Regions from separate parts of the Mus musculus genome. Here region 2 is linked to region 1. The links are chromatin contacts, called in public targeted proximity ligation maps. All regions are on one chromosome and are shown on one strand. The core of a region is the stretch at or near the end of the contact, and the rest is flanking DNA. Distances in the headings are between cores, read along the strand shown. Region 1 holds the start of Gng3 (guanine nucleotide binding protein (G protein), gamma 3). Region 2 has its middle 21 kb from the start of Scgb1a1.

Region 1 (7,516 bases), core at 2,396-4,895:
ACAGGAGAAATGCTATGAATTCAAAACCAGAATATTCCAGATCAACTTGGCCTACAGAGCAAGACCCTGTTTCAAAAACAACAGTAGCTTATACTGGTGTATGAATGTAATCTGAGCACTTGGAGTTGGGAGGCAGGAGGATCAGGAGTTCAGACCCTGTCTCAATCCACTGATGGTCTATTCCTAAGATTTATACCCATGAATGTTTTGTCTGCATATATCTGTGTGTACCATGCTTGTGTCTGGTGCATGCAGAGTAGGAAGAGGGCATTGGATCCTCTTGAAGTGGAGTTAAGGTCAGTTTGTAAGCCACCATGTGACTCCTTTGAGAACCCTCTTCTAGCCCTACTCTGAAACAGCTTACACCTTGTCTGTACGAGTTGCTAGGCCTGGTTCTCCTCAACCAGATAGTCACTCCTAATTTGAATAGGTATCAAATTGCATGAGAAAACTAAGATGGGTATTTTAGAGGATAAGGTAGGGCAAGGATTAACCTAATAACACATTTTAAGCACTTTTGGCTTTTTACCACATCTGAGCTGATAGAGATTAGTCTTTTTAGTCTCTTGCTACTCCCTGTGTACAGTTTAAGCATATACACATAGAAAAAAACATTCATTAGGTATTAGGCACCTATTGCATTCTAGACATTGTAAGCAGGCAGGGATTATAACAAGGATCCTTCCTGGGGTTTTCACAAGAAAGAAGGAGCAAAGGTTATAAAATACTGAAGTCTGCGTGTGTGCGCATGCACGCGCTCTAGAGAGAGAGTGTGCAGGGTACTCTTGTGGAGTCAGAAAAACTCTTGAGTTCTCCCCCACCACCTTGATGGTTGAAACTCACTGGGCCTGCAGTCAAACACCTGTACCTGTTCAGCCATTTGGTTATGACACCCAGGGAATAGTTAGACCTTCCTACCCAGAACGATTTGTCACCTAAAACTAGAACAGCCGGGCATGGTGGCGCACGCCTTTAATCCCAGCATTCAGGGAGGCAGAGGCAGGCGGATCTCTGAGTTTGAGGCCAGCCTGGTCTACAAAGTGAGTTCCAGGACAGCCAGGGCTATACAGAGAAACCCTGTCTCGAAAAACCAAAAAGAATAAAAACAAAAACAAAACAACTAGGACATTTAAATGTAGCCCAGGATCCAAAACATATATGTACGTTCACTCAGACCAAAAAGCTTCTAGGCGGTGGCCTGGATCCCCTAACCCTTTGCCGGGATCTCACTCTAGGAGGCATTCTTGAGACATGGTTTCCAGTCAGACGACATTCTGAACCCTTGTGATGTTTTCAGTTACCTTGAGGAGAAAATAAAAAAGCCCCAATTCAACAAGAAAACAAATTTATTACTTATTTAGATCCCACAGAGACCAAGGAACAGGGTGCTCCAAGATGGCCTGTTTAACACATTTGTGTTATTACATACACCTCAAAGGGAACCTCTACTCAGGCGAGATTCTTATGCAAAACTCACTCTGGGCTTCTTGGGTCCCAGTCCTAGTGACTGGTTGTTTTAAGTCAGGATTTCATTGTGTATTGTGTGTCGTCGTGGCTGGCTTGGAACTCAGAGATCCATCTGCCTCTGTGTGTGTCCAACACCTCCGGAGTGTTGGTCACCACACTGAACTTAAGAACCCATGACTGCTTTAGGTGTCTCCCCATCCCCACTCCCCGTGATTGGTCTCCAAAGCATGTCTAGTTCCAGATTCTATGGGACAGAGAACCTGACTCTGACTTTGAGAGGGCAGGGGCAGCCATTTTAAGACCAGAGGATCGCATAAGGGATCGTTCCCTATTGGGAACGCTGGGGACCGCCATTTTAAGAGCACCCTCGGCGCGTGCCTCCATGCGGGTACGAACAGGCAGCCGCCATCTTGGGCATTGGCTGCCGCGCCGAGTCGCCCTGTCCCGCCCCACGGCCTCTCGGGCCACCTCCCCCCGGGGCTGCTGTCCCTGGGCCTGCGGAAACCCACCCTGCTCGCCCTTGTGTGGTTCTCGCCGCTTACGTTGCGCGCTCGTGTGAATGCTCCGCGGCTTCTGAGCGCTCGTTTTAACAACCCCCCACTGGGGGCGCTCGGGCACCTTATACTTTGCGATCTCCAATCCTTACAATGTCTAACGGGCTCGACTGGCCCTGTTCCCTGGATATGGCAAGTGTATCGATTAAGGATCCTCTTTCCCAAGAACGCTAACACAGACGTTGTCCTCTGAGGCTCTGAATGACTTTATTCTTCAAATGCCTTTACCTTTCATAGCTCCAGGTGAGCACCCGGGCATCCCCCTCTCCATTGCCTGAACGGATGGATCACCGAGGGAAACAGGCAGGATTTTGGCAGTTTAGCGGGGTCCCTTTATAGATAGAGTAGAAGGTGCTTGGAGTTAGCCTGAAAGGGTGAGGAGATGGGGTAGACATGGGTAAGGAGGGCCTTGTGCTTCAAATAATCTCCGGGTAAATGCGGGTAGAAGTGATCTACTACAATTTCCAATCTAAGGGCGGGTCTGGGAGGGGGCGATGAGTTCAGAGGAGGTCCACCGCTCTTCAGAGGAGCGCACAGAAGAACTTCTTCTCCCGGAAGGGGTTCTCGGAAGTGGGCACAGGAGTGATGAGGGGGTCCTCACAAGCGTGGGCATCACAGTATGTCATCAGGTCTGCTGCTGCCTTGGACACCTGGAACCCAGCCAGGAAGGGATACATTAACCAGAATTCCTGAAAGGGACTGCAGTTCTCTTCTCCAATAGACTATCTTTTTGTTTCTAGTGCCCTTTGAGACAGCCCTCTCCCCCAACGCCAGTCCTCGGGAACAACTTTGCTGACAAAGCCCAGTTTCTGCCACTGACCTCAGGGTGTCAAGAAAAGAAGCATCTTTTCTTGGGGGGAGGGGGGAGGGGAGGGTATTGCAAACCCACAGCTGAGCCCTGAAGGGCTGATGGGAGCCAGGGTCGCACCCACCTTTATCCGGCACAAGCTGGCCTCAATCTTAAGCTGTTCCACCATCTTGCGTGCTTGACCAATACTCATAGTGCTGTTAACGGGGGTCTCCCCTTTCATCCTGGAGTAAAGACAGTCAGCTGAAACACTCAGCTCTTCACAACCACACACCTGGGATTGTGCCCCCATTCTCCAGTGGCCATCCCAGGTTTTTTTTTCTTTCTTTTTTTTTTTTTTTTTTAAGTAGGGAGAATGGAGAAGATAAAATGAAATATTCTCCTAACCCCTGGGTCCTGGTCATCAAATTATACAAACGATTTAAGGATTTTAAGTCTTTGAGCCAAATATGTTACCAGCAATGAAAGCCTCAGTCAGAAAGAGCCCCACCCTGATGAAATCACATCAGCCACCTGTCCCCCCTCAAGCCCTGAAGAGAAAAAAAGCTGCTTTCTACTCACCTGAAGTAACAGCAGCGGCAGCCAGGGATGTAGGGTCAGTGGGGAGGGGGCACCAAACCCTGCCTCAGATAGGTGCCCCACCCTGCCAGGACTTGGAGCTAAAAATATCCGTAGCACTGACAGTTAATGCAGAGAAGGTCACTAGAGATGCTCAGACGAGATCCTTGGAGGGGTGGTCTCAGTCTCCACAGCTTAAGTTCTGCCCAGATGGCTGGTACCTGAAGGATGAAGGATGCTAGAAGGAGCTGCTGATTCTGGCGCATACCAACTGCCTGGACAGTGGGGGAGTCAGTCTGCTGTTTGCATCCCCTGTGCACACCCTCACTGCTGCTCTCTCACTACCTGCCCCTGCCATTGTACAAGTCCTTAGTCTAAACTAGATAGCTCCCCAAAGGGCCTGAGGCAGAAGCAGGCTCCCCTCTCAAATGGGGTGGTCTGGGCCTGTGACAGCCCCTGCATTAGAGTCTGTCCCCACTGCGGAAGACCCTGCTCATTTGAAAGTCTGACATCAGCTGGGCTGCTGCTCCCCCACCCCCACCCCCACCCTGACACAGCACTTAGCACCTGAATCTTGGTTTCTTTCAGTGACCCACCGTTCTTCAGAGCTAGGAAAATGTAACACTCTACAGGTGATCAGCTTCTAGATCACCACTTTCTACCACGTGAGTGACGCGAGCTGGGAGACCCAGAGGTAACCCATCAGGAAGATAGCTAAAGAAATGATACATCAAAGAAGAGAAGCTGGGGCAAGAGAGACATGCAGAGACCAGATCAAAGGATCAGACAAAGACGAGGTAAGGCACCTTGCCACGAGAGTTAGTGTGAATGTTGTGAACACAGGTGGGCTTCTCGGAGTGGGGAGTAGGGTGGCAAGAGTTGGCACTGGGGAAATAGGGAATCGATTGGAAATTTTTCATGTAATTTGAGTGGATTACTACTATTCAAAAAGATGTGCATTGGCCTTGCCTCCTGGAGGACGTTATCCAGACGATGCCACCATCAGAAATCTAGTCTCATGGTTTTTTGTAGGGATTTTGAGGTTGGCTGCATCACGTGGGTCACAGAAGGTCAATCACGCAGCATAAAAACTGGAGACTGAAAGGGGTTGAAATGCCGCCACGCTTGACTAGCGGACGGCACCATCTGCGCACACAACACACAAGATTCAGATTCTGGCAGGGTGCAAGGCTCTCTGAGCTCCAGTTGGACTCCTACAGGCCCAAGGAACTCTACTGAATTTACAAAAAACAAACAAACAAAACAAAACAAAACAAAATCAGCATTTATTTCACACCTCCATTCAATCACACTGAAAAGACAGGTGGTAAAGGTATGGGCAGAGGGTTGTGGTTGAGGCCTGGAAAGGAGGACCAAGGAGTCCCAGACTGCGTTGGAGATTATAATGGGTCCTTTGGTCACTTAACTAAAGTGTAATGGGCAGAGACACTGGGGAGCAAAGCATTTTACAGGCTCTGCCCTCTATGCAAGGCTCAGCCCCTGTAGGCGATTGACAGTTGGGCGGGGCTTCCTCGGCAGCCGGAACTGCCTTCTGTATATTGCCTGGGCAGCGAGAGGCCGGTGAGTCTGCCTCGCCGCGGTGGCGATCTGGTGTACACCGCATTACCCCAGGGGTGGGCGCCGCAGCGTCGGCCACAGGGTGCTGTGCGGGGGTAGGGGTCACTTCCTCCGTGAGCGAGCACAGGTCCAGGCAGAGGAAAGAAACTCTTGGGAGGCAATTTTGACTGCTCTAAGGCTGCTGGCTTTGAGCCAGACTGGCCGGCTGTGCAACCTTAGGCAAGTCACTCACCTCCTTGCAAACCTCTGGCATTTTGGATCCATGTCATCTGGGTTTCGAGAGAGATTTAAAGGCCTCGTTCTCTGTACGTTATACTTCTGTGAATGTATCAAGGAGGTTTGTCCCAGGCTCCCGAAACTGGAGGAAGAGGCTGGAAGCACACTCAGTGGAGGGAGGTGAAGGAGTAATTGGAAGAGAAGCGCATGTGAAGCAATGACTTTGCTTTGCCCTGCTACCTCTAGTTTTCAAAGCCAGTTGAATAAGCTTTTTTGTCTCCAGCTACCCTGGAAAAGAAACTGTCTTTTCCCTTCTCTTTCTCCAGGAACCTTCAGCTGCCCTATCCCATGGCCAAGGGTATCGTCCCTGTGGAAGACCAGCCAGGAACTCAAAGCCTGAGGCTGGGGCCAGACCCCCTGCTGTCCCCATCATGGTCAATGACCCACCAGTCCCCGCCTTACTGTGGGCCCAGGAAGTGGGCCACGTCTTGGCAGGCCGTGCCCGCAGGCTGATGCTGCAGTTTGGGGTGCTCTTCTGCACCATCCTTCTTTTGCTTTGGGTGTCTGTGTTCCTCTATGGCTCCTTCTACTACTCCTACATGCCGACGGTCAGCCACCTCAGCCCTGTGCACTTCCACTACAGGTGAGAAGGCTGCTCCATTCAAGTAGATGGATCTTAACTTGAAAATTACTTCAGGGACTTGTGGAGTCTCTCCTCTGTTGAATCCCAGTATTGACCGAGGGTGAAATCTTATTCTAGTGTGCTATCAGGACTTCTGCCCTCCTGAGCCAAGGCTTGAGCAGGTCTGGGCTGGTAGGGCTTTAGGGTTCTAGGTCTGCCTCTGCTGGAAATTGTGGTTAAGAACTGAGAAAAAGAGCCTGGTCACGTGTGTAATACCAGTCTGGGGAGGCTGAGTTGGGAGAATTAGCATGAGTTCCAGGCCAGCCTGGAAGACAGGTTGAGAACTTGTCTCAAAGGGGTCTAAAAAAAAAAAAAAGACTAGGAAAAGAAAGTCACTTTTAGCCGGGCAGTGGTGGTGCATGCCTGTAATCCCAGCACTTGGGAGGCAGAGGCAGGTGGATTTCTGAGTTCGAGGCCAGCCTGGTCTACAGAGTGAGTTCCAGGACAGCCAGGACTGCACAGAGAAACCCTGTCTCGAAAAAAAAAAAAAATCACTTTTAGACCAAGTAGGGCTCAGCGTCTGTTCTGTTGAGGTTGCATGAAACCTTTGAGCCAATTCAACTGCCATGGCATCTAAGAATTACACTGGCTTTATTAACACGTGAGCTATTAGGAAATACCTCCTTTGCCTTTTAGTGTACTGCCACTCACCCCCAATGGTACATTCAGTAACCCAAGGCAGTCCTACTGCTAACCTAGCCTTCGAGTTCATATCCATTTTACTCACACTGCCAAAGTCTCTGTATGTCTCCCAGCAATGGCTATGAGACAAATTAACATATACAGAAAACGCTTTTATGATCATTGGTTTAAAACCTTTTTTTCCCCTGTCCCAAATCCCTAATCTTGTGTTGTCATTTCTAAGGTAGACCCATGTAAACACTTAGGGAACATGAATCCTTTTTTAATAATTATTTTTGTTTCATGTGCATTGGTGTTTTGCCTGCCCGTGTGGTTGTGTGAAGGTGTCAGATCCCCTGCAACTGGAGTTACAGGCGGTCGTGAGCTGCCACGTGGTTGCTGGGAATTGAACTCAGGTCCTCTGCAAGAGTAACCAGTGCTCTTGACCAATGGGCCATCTCTCCAGCCCCAAGGGAGCACGAGTCTTACATACATGGGGTATATGTATGTATACTGAGGTAGGAGCTGTGTACCATATACTATGTGCAGTTTTGCGTATAATTTATCTTTAAAAGACATATCCATAGGTCCTTTAGGATGAATTTCTTTTTCCAACCTAGTCCAGAACTGCTGAATCAGACTCTTTAGGAGAGGGACCCTAAAATCCACATGCCCTGAGATCTTCAAGGGAGCCTATAGAAACCCTGAGTGTCCTTCGGCTCCTCCCTATGGGTTCTGTTCTCATGAGGAAGAGAATGAAAGTCTTATTAGGATCTCCTGACTCTAGTGTCCACTTCTGTTCTCCATTTCCTGTAATGGGGAAAAGGGATGAGTGAGGGGAGGGGCCCTAGAGACTAGGTGTGTGAGCAGGTAGGCTGGGCAGGCTGGCACCTCACAAAGCATTGTTCATCCCTTCTCATTTAGGACAGACTGTGATTCCTCCACCGCCTCTCTCTGCTCTTTCCCTGTTGCCAATGTCTCACTGGCTAAGAGTGGACGTGATCGGGTGAGTATGAGAACTAGACAGAGGCT
Region 2 (7,516 bases), core at 1,532-4,031, 230 kb after region 1:
ATTTCTCATAGTAGACATACACAGGCTTCTAGGAAGGCAGTGATTCTGTCTGGGTTCAAGTGTTGGTCTTGCTGTTGACTCTGAGTCTCCTGGTTTATTTGTTTATTTTTGTTTGTAGACCAGGCTGGCCCCTCGAACTCAGAGATCCATCTGCCTCTGCCTCCTGAATACTGGGATTAAAGGAGTAAACCTCCACTACCTGCCCCTGGGGTGGGTTTTAAGTTTCTTTTCCTTGAGTTCTTTTCCTGAGTTCTCATGTGCTTGATAATAATGAGTAAATTTTTTGTTGTTTTTATTTGAATCAGGGGTCTTATTATGTAGCTTTTGCCAGCCTAGTACTCAGTATTTGGCACTGGCTGGCCTTGAAGTTCCTGCCTTAGCTGCTCATGCTGGGATGACAGGTGTGCCCCATCATGCCCAGCTATGGCTAGTTCTTATTCTTGCTGTCATTACTGCTCACTCCACCTCCAGGCTTCGAGTGATTCTGAATGTAATATTTCCCCGTAGAGTGAGGATGGCGCCACTGTGGTCAAATAGTCATCAGGGAAGCTGAACCAGGACCATCAGTCATTACACACACAGACACACACACACACACAGACACACACACACACAAGGATACTAATTAAAAGAGCTTTGTGGGTAAAGGTGCTTGCTGAGCAAGCCTGATGACCTAAGTTCAATCCCTGGAAGTCAGCTAAAGGTGTAGAGAACTGGCTCCACACAGTTGTCTTCTGACTATGTGTCCTCCACCCCCAAAGAATAAATAAAAAGAAAACTTCATTAATAGTACAAATGCCCCCATCTTTCTATATGTCGATCATAACAGAGCCCCTTCTGCAGACAGAACAATGGAATAAATCAATTGCGCAGCGTAGTAGGTGGAGCTCTAGGGTTCAGGCTACCCAGTTCCAGCTTTTCTCCCTGGCTAGGTGTCTGAACTTAGCCTCAGCCTCCCTCATGCTGAAAGCAGGGCAACAGAGCCATGAGAATCATAATGTCACATAAAGGTGACATGAGATTACAAAGGGAAAGTGTCCTGGATGAAGGAAGCGCTCAGAAATTCTTAACTATACTATTGTTCTCTTTGGGTTGGGCCTGTGACACATTGAGCATGTTTCATGGGAATATGTGGCTAATTATCCATCAGAGGCCACCTATCCTTGAGATTAGGTTTCTTTTCCTTTTTTGTTACTGGTTTTGCTACTATTACTACTACTACTACTACTACTACTAATTCCAATAAATGATTCTAAGCAATTACCAGCAATAGTCCCATCACTTGGCTGACTGGAAAAGGTGTGAAACAACAGAAGATAAGTGTCTGGGAATGAGGAAGTTTCTGGGAGGGAACGAGGCTAGAACAGCCTCCCTCTGACCCCATATCTTGCCTTAGGCTTATGCCATAAATACCTTATGCTCTTAGCTTCCTTTAAACTGCATTCTTGTTCCAAGGATTGACCTGAAGTTTTGGTAGAAAAGAGATGAGACCCAGACCTGTCCTTGATACAACTAAAACTCCACTAAAAAGTGGTTCTAAGACATTTGCTTTTCTTGGAGTTTCTTCCCCAGCCTTTACTGTGAATTTATGTGTGTGTCCATATTCATGAGGAGGCCAGAGGTCAATGTCTGGTGTCTTCCTTGATCATCCACAATGACTTTTGTTTGGTTTGGTTTGGTTTCTTGAGGCAGGGTTTCTTTGTGTAGCTCTGGCTGTCCTGGGACTCACTCTGTAGACTCTGGAGCGGGGTGGTCAGTAAAGCCTGCCAGTAAGACCAAAGGGCTGGGGTTATGAGCAATGCCACCAGCTTTTATGTGAGTGCTGGGGTTTTAGACTTAGCTTCTTATACTTGTTTGTTTGTTTGTTTGTTTTGTTTTGTTTTGTTTCGAGACAGGGTTTCTCTGTATAGCCCTGGCTGTCCTGGAACTCACTTTGTAGACCAGGCTGGCCTCGAACTCAGAAATCCGAAATCCACCTGCCTCTGCCTCCCAAATGCTGGGATTAAAGGCATGCGCCACCACGCCTGGCTGTTCTTTATACTTGTATGGCAGTCACTTTATCTTCTCAGCCCCTAGGCTGGACAGCCTACCTTTCTTCCTTTTGGGAAAGTGAGGATGTTCTAGGCAGGGAGGCAGCAGTAGCATGCAGAGCATGTCTAGCAAGTTCTGTGTGGCATAGCACAGCTGGAGTGTTTTACAGCAGGCAGGGTATAGTGAGACCTTCCTGTGAGGAGCAGGAAGCCACTGGTGGTTTTCATGTAAGAAAGAGACATGAGTTTGCTTTTGTTTTGATCGACATCCTAACCATCAATCATAACAGCAATTATAGTGATCAATAGAAACCATGATTTTTGTGCTAGGCATTAGCTAAAATGCTTCAACATGACTCATCTTATTTAATCCTACCTTAGAGCTGAGCTAGGAGAGTCCACAGAGCCCATTCACTCAGCAGAAGGGCGGAGACAAGCCAGCTGTCCAAACAGGAAGTTAATGCTGTTAACCGTTCCTCAATCTCCCTAAACCTTGGTGTCTTCATGTCTGATCTTAACTTCATAGATATTTTATTCATGTAAAACACTTGGCACAGTGCCTGGAACACTATAACAACGCAGTAAGGGTTAGTCATTGTGACTTTTGTGGCTGTTTCCCACTTTAGAGTGTCCCCTGGTATGCCAGGTGCTGGGTGGTACCAGTAAAATCGCATGGGTTGGAACCAGTAAACTGGGCTCATAAAGCCGTTCCTGTCACTGTAGGGTGAAGAAGAGGGTGTGCTCTCTGCATCTGCTAGTGCACTCTTTGGTTGCCTTGGTAACCAGTCTAGACACCTGGCTCTCCCAGCAGCTGGTGCTTCTCTAGCTCAGGCCTGGGAAAATCTGTGTTGTTCCACAGTGGTTTCTCTGAGTTCATCCCTTTCTTTCCGCTCTGTGTTTCTGCTGCAGCTTAGTGTGTATGCGTGTATGTATGTGTTTGGGTATGTGGGTATGTGTGTGTGTATTTGGGTATGTGGGTATGTGTTCATCTCACAAACGCCATAGTGGAAGATGAGCTGAAGGGAGCAGAGGCAGCAACTGACTCAAATTCATTAGTGGAGAACTCATGAGCACTGGGAGGGTTACAGATGGAAGTAGAGAGAGATAGATTTTAGGAATGTTTTGGATTTAGAGTTGATAGGCTGTGACAATTTAACACCACAAGGAGAAGTGAAGAAAAAGCTTTCTCTCCCCTAAAAACTCAAACACATCCCTTTGTTTTCTTTTCTGCCTTTGTTCAGAGGAACATATCCACCTGTGTGATGTCTAATCTCACTTCTAGGCTGGTCATTTCTAGTTAATTAGCTTCCCTGTTTTTAAATTAAAATTCTTAAAAAATTTTTTTTTTTTGTTTTGGTCTTATATGTCTGAGTTTTTTTTGCCTGAATTTTGTTTTGTTTGGAAACAAATCTCAGCTTGTAGCTCAGGTGGGCCTGGGTCTCTCAGCAGTCCTTTTGCCTTAGTCTCCTGAGTGCTGGAGTTACAGGTGTGTGCTGCTACCCTCTTTTCTTGGCAGGCAAATTCAGCATTTATACAATAGAAGTCAAAACCGGAATCCAGAATGATTCCCTTCCCCTCTCTGGAAGCTGCTTCTCCTCCTGTGAGCGCCACTGTGGTCCAGGCAGAAACAAAACCGTGATGAACTGTGGGTGCTCCCACCTCCCCACCCGCTCCTCCGTGCTCCTCATCTCCCCACCCGCTCCTCCTGCCCCCTGAGGGCAACACCATTACTACTTTGGAAATCCCCACATGGGGCTTCTGTGCAGCCACCTCCGCTTCTCTTCACAGTTTCTCTGCCTCTCATGCAGGTTCTGCATTTCAACCACAGGGGTCTCCAGGGCTACAAATCTGCCTCTCCACCTTGACTTCCAGCTGCCTGGCACTTTCGGCATGACTACTCACTTTCTGTGCTGTCTAAAGTTCTATCTCAGATCTCAGCTTCCTCAATAGCCCCTATGTAAGTCATTTTCTTTATCTTGGCACCCTTGTACTCCCCTAGATGTAGCTAGTCTTTCCTCCCATGCTCTACCAGGGTTCTCACTGTCTGTCAGGATGCTCTTTCTTGGCTTTGCTTGGCCCACGTCTTTCCAATCTTTAAATCCCAGTTAAGTCTTCCCTGCTAGATCACTACTTACCACCCAAGCAGGTTCCACAACCCCATTTACATGGCTGGCTGCTGAGCCCTAGTGACCTGCATGTTTCTGCCTTGCTGGTGCTGGGATTGCACGGGTCCTGGGGACTGAATTTAGCTATTCTCATTTGCATGGCAAGCACTTTACCTCCACTAAGCTATCTCCTCAGCCTGAGGGTAAAAGTTTTGAACCAAGGTAGGATAGTAGATCTCCATGCTTTGAAGGATCCACAGGGACAATCAGATGATTGTCACTGAGATGGGGCACTTTTCTGAGAAAAGGCAGATGCATTTTACACGGTCTTAACCAACTGTTTCTTTTCATTCAGCCTGTGTCCTGACCTCACGTTCGGTCTCACCTACCCCAGGCTGGCCTGGAATATACTTGATTTGTAGCTGATGATGATCCTGAACTTCTGATCTTTTTGCCTCCACCTCCTATGCTACTATTATGGATGTGAGCCACTATGGCTGATTTACGTGTTGCTGGTGATCGAACCAAAGACTTTGGACATGCCAGGCAAGCATTGCCCTAATGGAGCTACATGCCTGGTCACACAATATGAAGATTTTTATTTATTGTCTTTTTTATAGTGTCTCCCCACTGCAATGTGAACTCTAGAAGAGGGTAACCTGGCAGCCCAGAACAGACATGTCTCTTTAGTCCTTTTTATTGGTGGAACATTGGTGGTAGACATGTTATTCCTAGAGCTAGCTAATCTTTTCCTGCAGGTAAGAAAGGCTTCGTACCTGAGCTTCAATCAGGGACTGTCTAACCCACTGAAATCAAAGAATCACTTTTCCATTTGTAACCCAAAAGGATTCTGCTACCCAAGGAGAAGCAATGGCTTGGGGCTAAGCACTGAACACTGTTTTCCATACACACACAGGGCTGACGGATACAGGGAGATCAGGTGGGGTGGATGCTGAGGAGCAGCCTCTGCATTTGATGCTTAACAGCCCTTTAGCTCTTGAGATGACAGCTTTTATAGAGTTGCTGGGCTTTCCTACTGATGTAAGGGCTTAGGACTTACTGACACTCGGGAGGAGAAGGTAGACTATCAGGAAGTTGGCTGCTGAACCTAAGAGGACAGTGGGACAGTCACTGTGGAGGGACAGTACAGGAGGTGGACATGGGAGGTCTTCTTCATTTGAGGCTGATTTTGAGAGAAGAGGCATCAGGAGAGAGAAGTTAAAGGTTTTTGTTGTGGTGGATTGTGTGAGTGCATGCGCACGTTTGTGTGTGCACACATATGTGTACAGGGGCAATTGCATGTGTGTGTGCATGTAGAGGTCTGAACTCAACCTTGGGTGCTGTTCCTCAGGTACTGTCCACCATGTTGTTGTTTTTTGTTTGTTTGTTTGTTTGTTTGTTTGAGACAGGGTCTCTCACTGGCCTGGGGCTCACAGACTAGTTTAGGCTGGCTGGCTGCTGAGCCCTAGTGACCTGCATGTTTCTGCCTTGCTGGTGCTGGGATTGCACGGGTCCTGGGGACTGAATTTAGCTATTCTCATTTGCATGGCAAGCACTTTACCTCCACTAAGCTATCTCCTCAGCCTGAGGGTAAAAGTTTTGAACCAAGGTAGGATAGTAGATCTCCATGCTTTGAAGGATCCACAGGGACAATCAGATGATTGTCACTGAGATGGGGCACTTTTCTGAGAAAAGGCAGATGCATTTTACAACACTAGGACAGGACATGAAGACGCCCAACTGCCTGCAGATGCGTTTTTCTTTTGTGGGAAAATGGGCTGACGCTGATGTTTTGAGATTGTATTTTTATCCTTGGCTTTTTCTTTATCTTTAACATTCTGACAAGACAGATTCTTCAAAAATATCCCATCTGTGTGGCTATACACTGAGACGTCCAAGCATGGATCCATCCTTGAGTTTTCTTGTTGATGGATGGAGTGGCCACATAGACAGCCATGGGTGTGACTGCCATGAGATGGAATCCAGAGAGTTCAGGTCACTTAGTGTAAAACTCCTAAGCCCTGAAGAGTTAGGTGGGCAGATGGCTTTTGTGTGTGTGTCCCTGAGTTGGCCAAACAACTCAGTTGGGATCCCGGTCTAATGCTTATAAGCTGGGCCTTGTTGACATCCTCCAAGCCTGGGACCTCATCTATACAGCGCCAGGTAGTGGCAGTTTGTCTCCTTCCTCTCCACTACAGTCAAAATGCACTGGCTCCTCACCATATATCGCCCCACCCCCCACCCCCAGGGGAGCCTGACCTTTCAGTGTGCCCCAGCATAAGATAGGGTTTTTTTTTTTGTCACCATTACTACTGGTTCCTTCCTTCTGGCATCCGTCCTCCTCTGTTTGGGGGGAATGATGGCATGAGGCCAGCTAGTAGGACTAGGAGCCAAATCGTCCTCCTCTGTTTATTCACATGGTTTCTATGGATATGACAAAAAAGCAAACAGAAGTTTGGCTAGATATACGTGCTTGATAGCCTGCAACATTTAAAACTAGTGTCTACTTACGTAGGAGGCTAAAGACATAACATTATGTTAAAATGAATAACGGCCCATCCAGGAGGGAAAAAAGGCATTTTAGAAGAAAAAGTTCTCAGCAAGAAGGAACATGCAGACTGCTCTGAGAAATGTGAGCTCCTGTGTCCTCACAGTGGTTTCTCTGTGCTGTGTAGGTGTGAGTTCAGAAGGGACACTTCCTTCTAGGCCACCCTCTTCATCTGGCACCTGGGGTAGGGCTTGGAACGAAGGAGGGCTCTGTGTATGCATGTGGGGCTGCTGGGACAGGTTGATGTTGAACAGGTTTGTTAGGACTCAACAGACTGCTCAAGTCAATAGTGTCTGACTCTGGCTTGGTCCACCCGGACTCTCTCTGCTTTGTGGTCTCTGACATGGGAGTTTATTTGTTCTTATTATTTTTAATAGAATACCTTTCACTTATTCTTGGAAGAATTCCTTCATGTAAACAATGTATCTTGCTTGCATCCATTCCAACTGCCCCCTATCAATCCCCCAGGGGTCAAGACGTACCCCTTTCCCGCTTTGCCTCTCTCTCTTTTTGTGGCCTATAGAGTGCAGTTAGTGCTGCTGGTTGGAATGCGAACTGATCTTGTGCAGTTCCTGCACAGGCAGCTATAGCTGCAGTGAGTCCACGGGTGCAGCGGCCATGTCCCATCTAGATGCCAGTGACTTACAGCACTTCTCTCCAACTTCAAGTTCTTACGTTCTTTCGTCCCCCTTCCAATATGTTCCCTGAGCCTTGTGGGGAGGGGTTAGCAGAGATGACCTATTTAGGGCTGAACACTCAGTACTCACTTAGTCTCAGCTCTTTGACTGTTATGCGTCTTTGCCTTGGCTGCTGCCCACTGTAGAGAGAAGCTT

Evidence for each region.
Region 2: a contact with region 1 is called in a targeted proximity ligation map of effector CD8 T cells, with 141 read pairs. A contact is called at or near these places in 14 of 39 promoter capture datasets (the 3T3-L1 cell line, the C10 cell line, the HPC-7 cell line and 10 more), 9 of 484 Hi-C or Micro-C datasets (B cells, CD8 T cells, the G1E-ER4 cell line and 5 more), 31 of 130 datasets of targeted methods (CD8 T cells, the NIH/3T3 cell line, T-cell acute lymphoblastic leukemia and 18 more) and 3 of 9 other capture datasets (adipose tissue, liver and pancreatic islet).

Annotation. Positions count from the first base shown.
Region 1 is chr19:8,835,601-8,843,116 of GRCm38.p6, forward strand. Gng3 (guanine nucleotide binding protein (G protein), gamma 3) reads right to left here and starts at 3,646. Exons shown (of 3, transcript NM_010316.3): 1 at 3,391-3,646; 2 at 2,954-3,053; 3 at 1,329-2,671. The coding sequence starts at 3,052. The coding sequence ends at 2,543. Bscl2 (Berardinelli-Seip congenital lipodystrophy 2 (seipin)) reads left to right here and starts at 1,867. Exons shown (of 12, transcript NM_001136064.3): 1 at 1,867-2,264; 2 at 3,976-4,184; 3 at 5,508-5,824; 4 at 7,409-7,490. The coding sequence starts at 4,110.
Region 2 is chr19:9,063,615-9,071,130 of GRCm38.p6, forward strand. It overlaps a transcript of Ahnak not described here. Among named protein-coding and RNA genes, the nearest start is that of Scgb1a1, 21 kb to the right of the region's middle.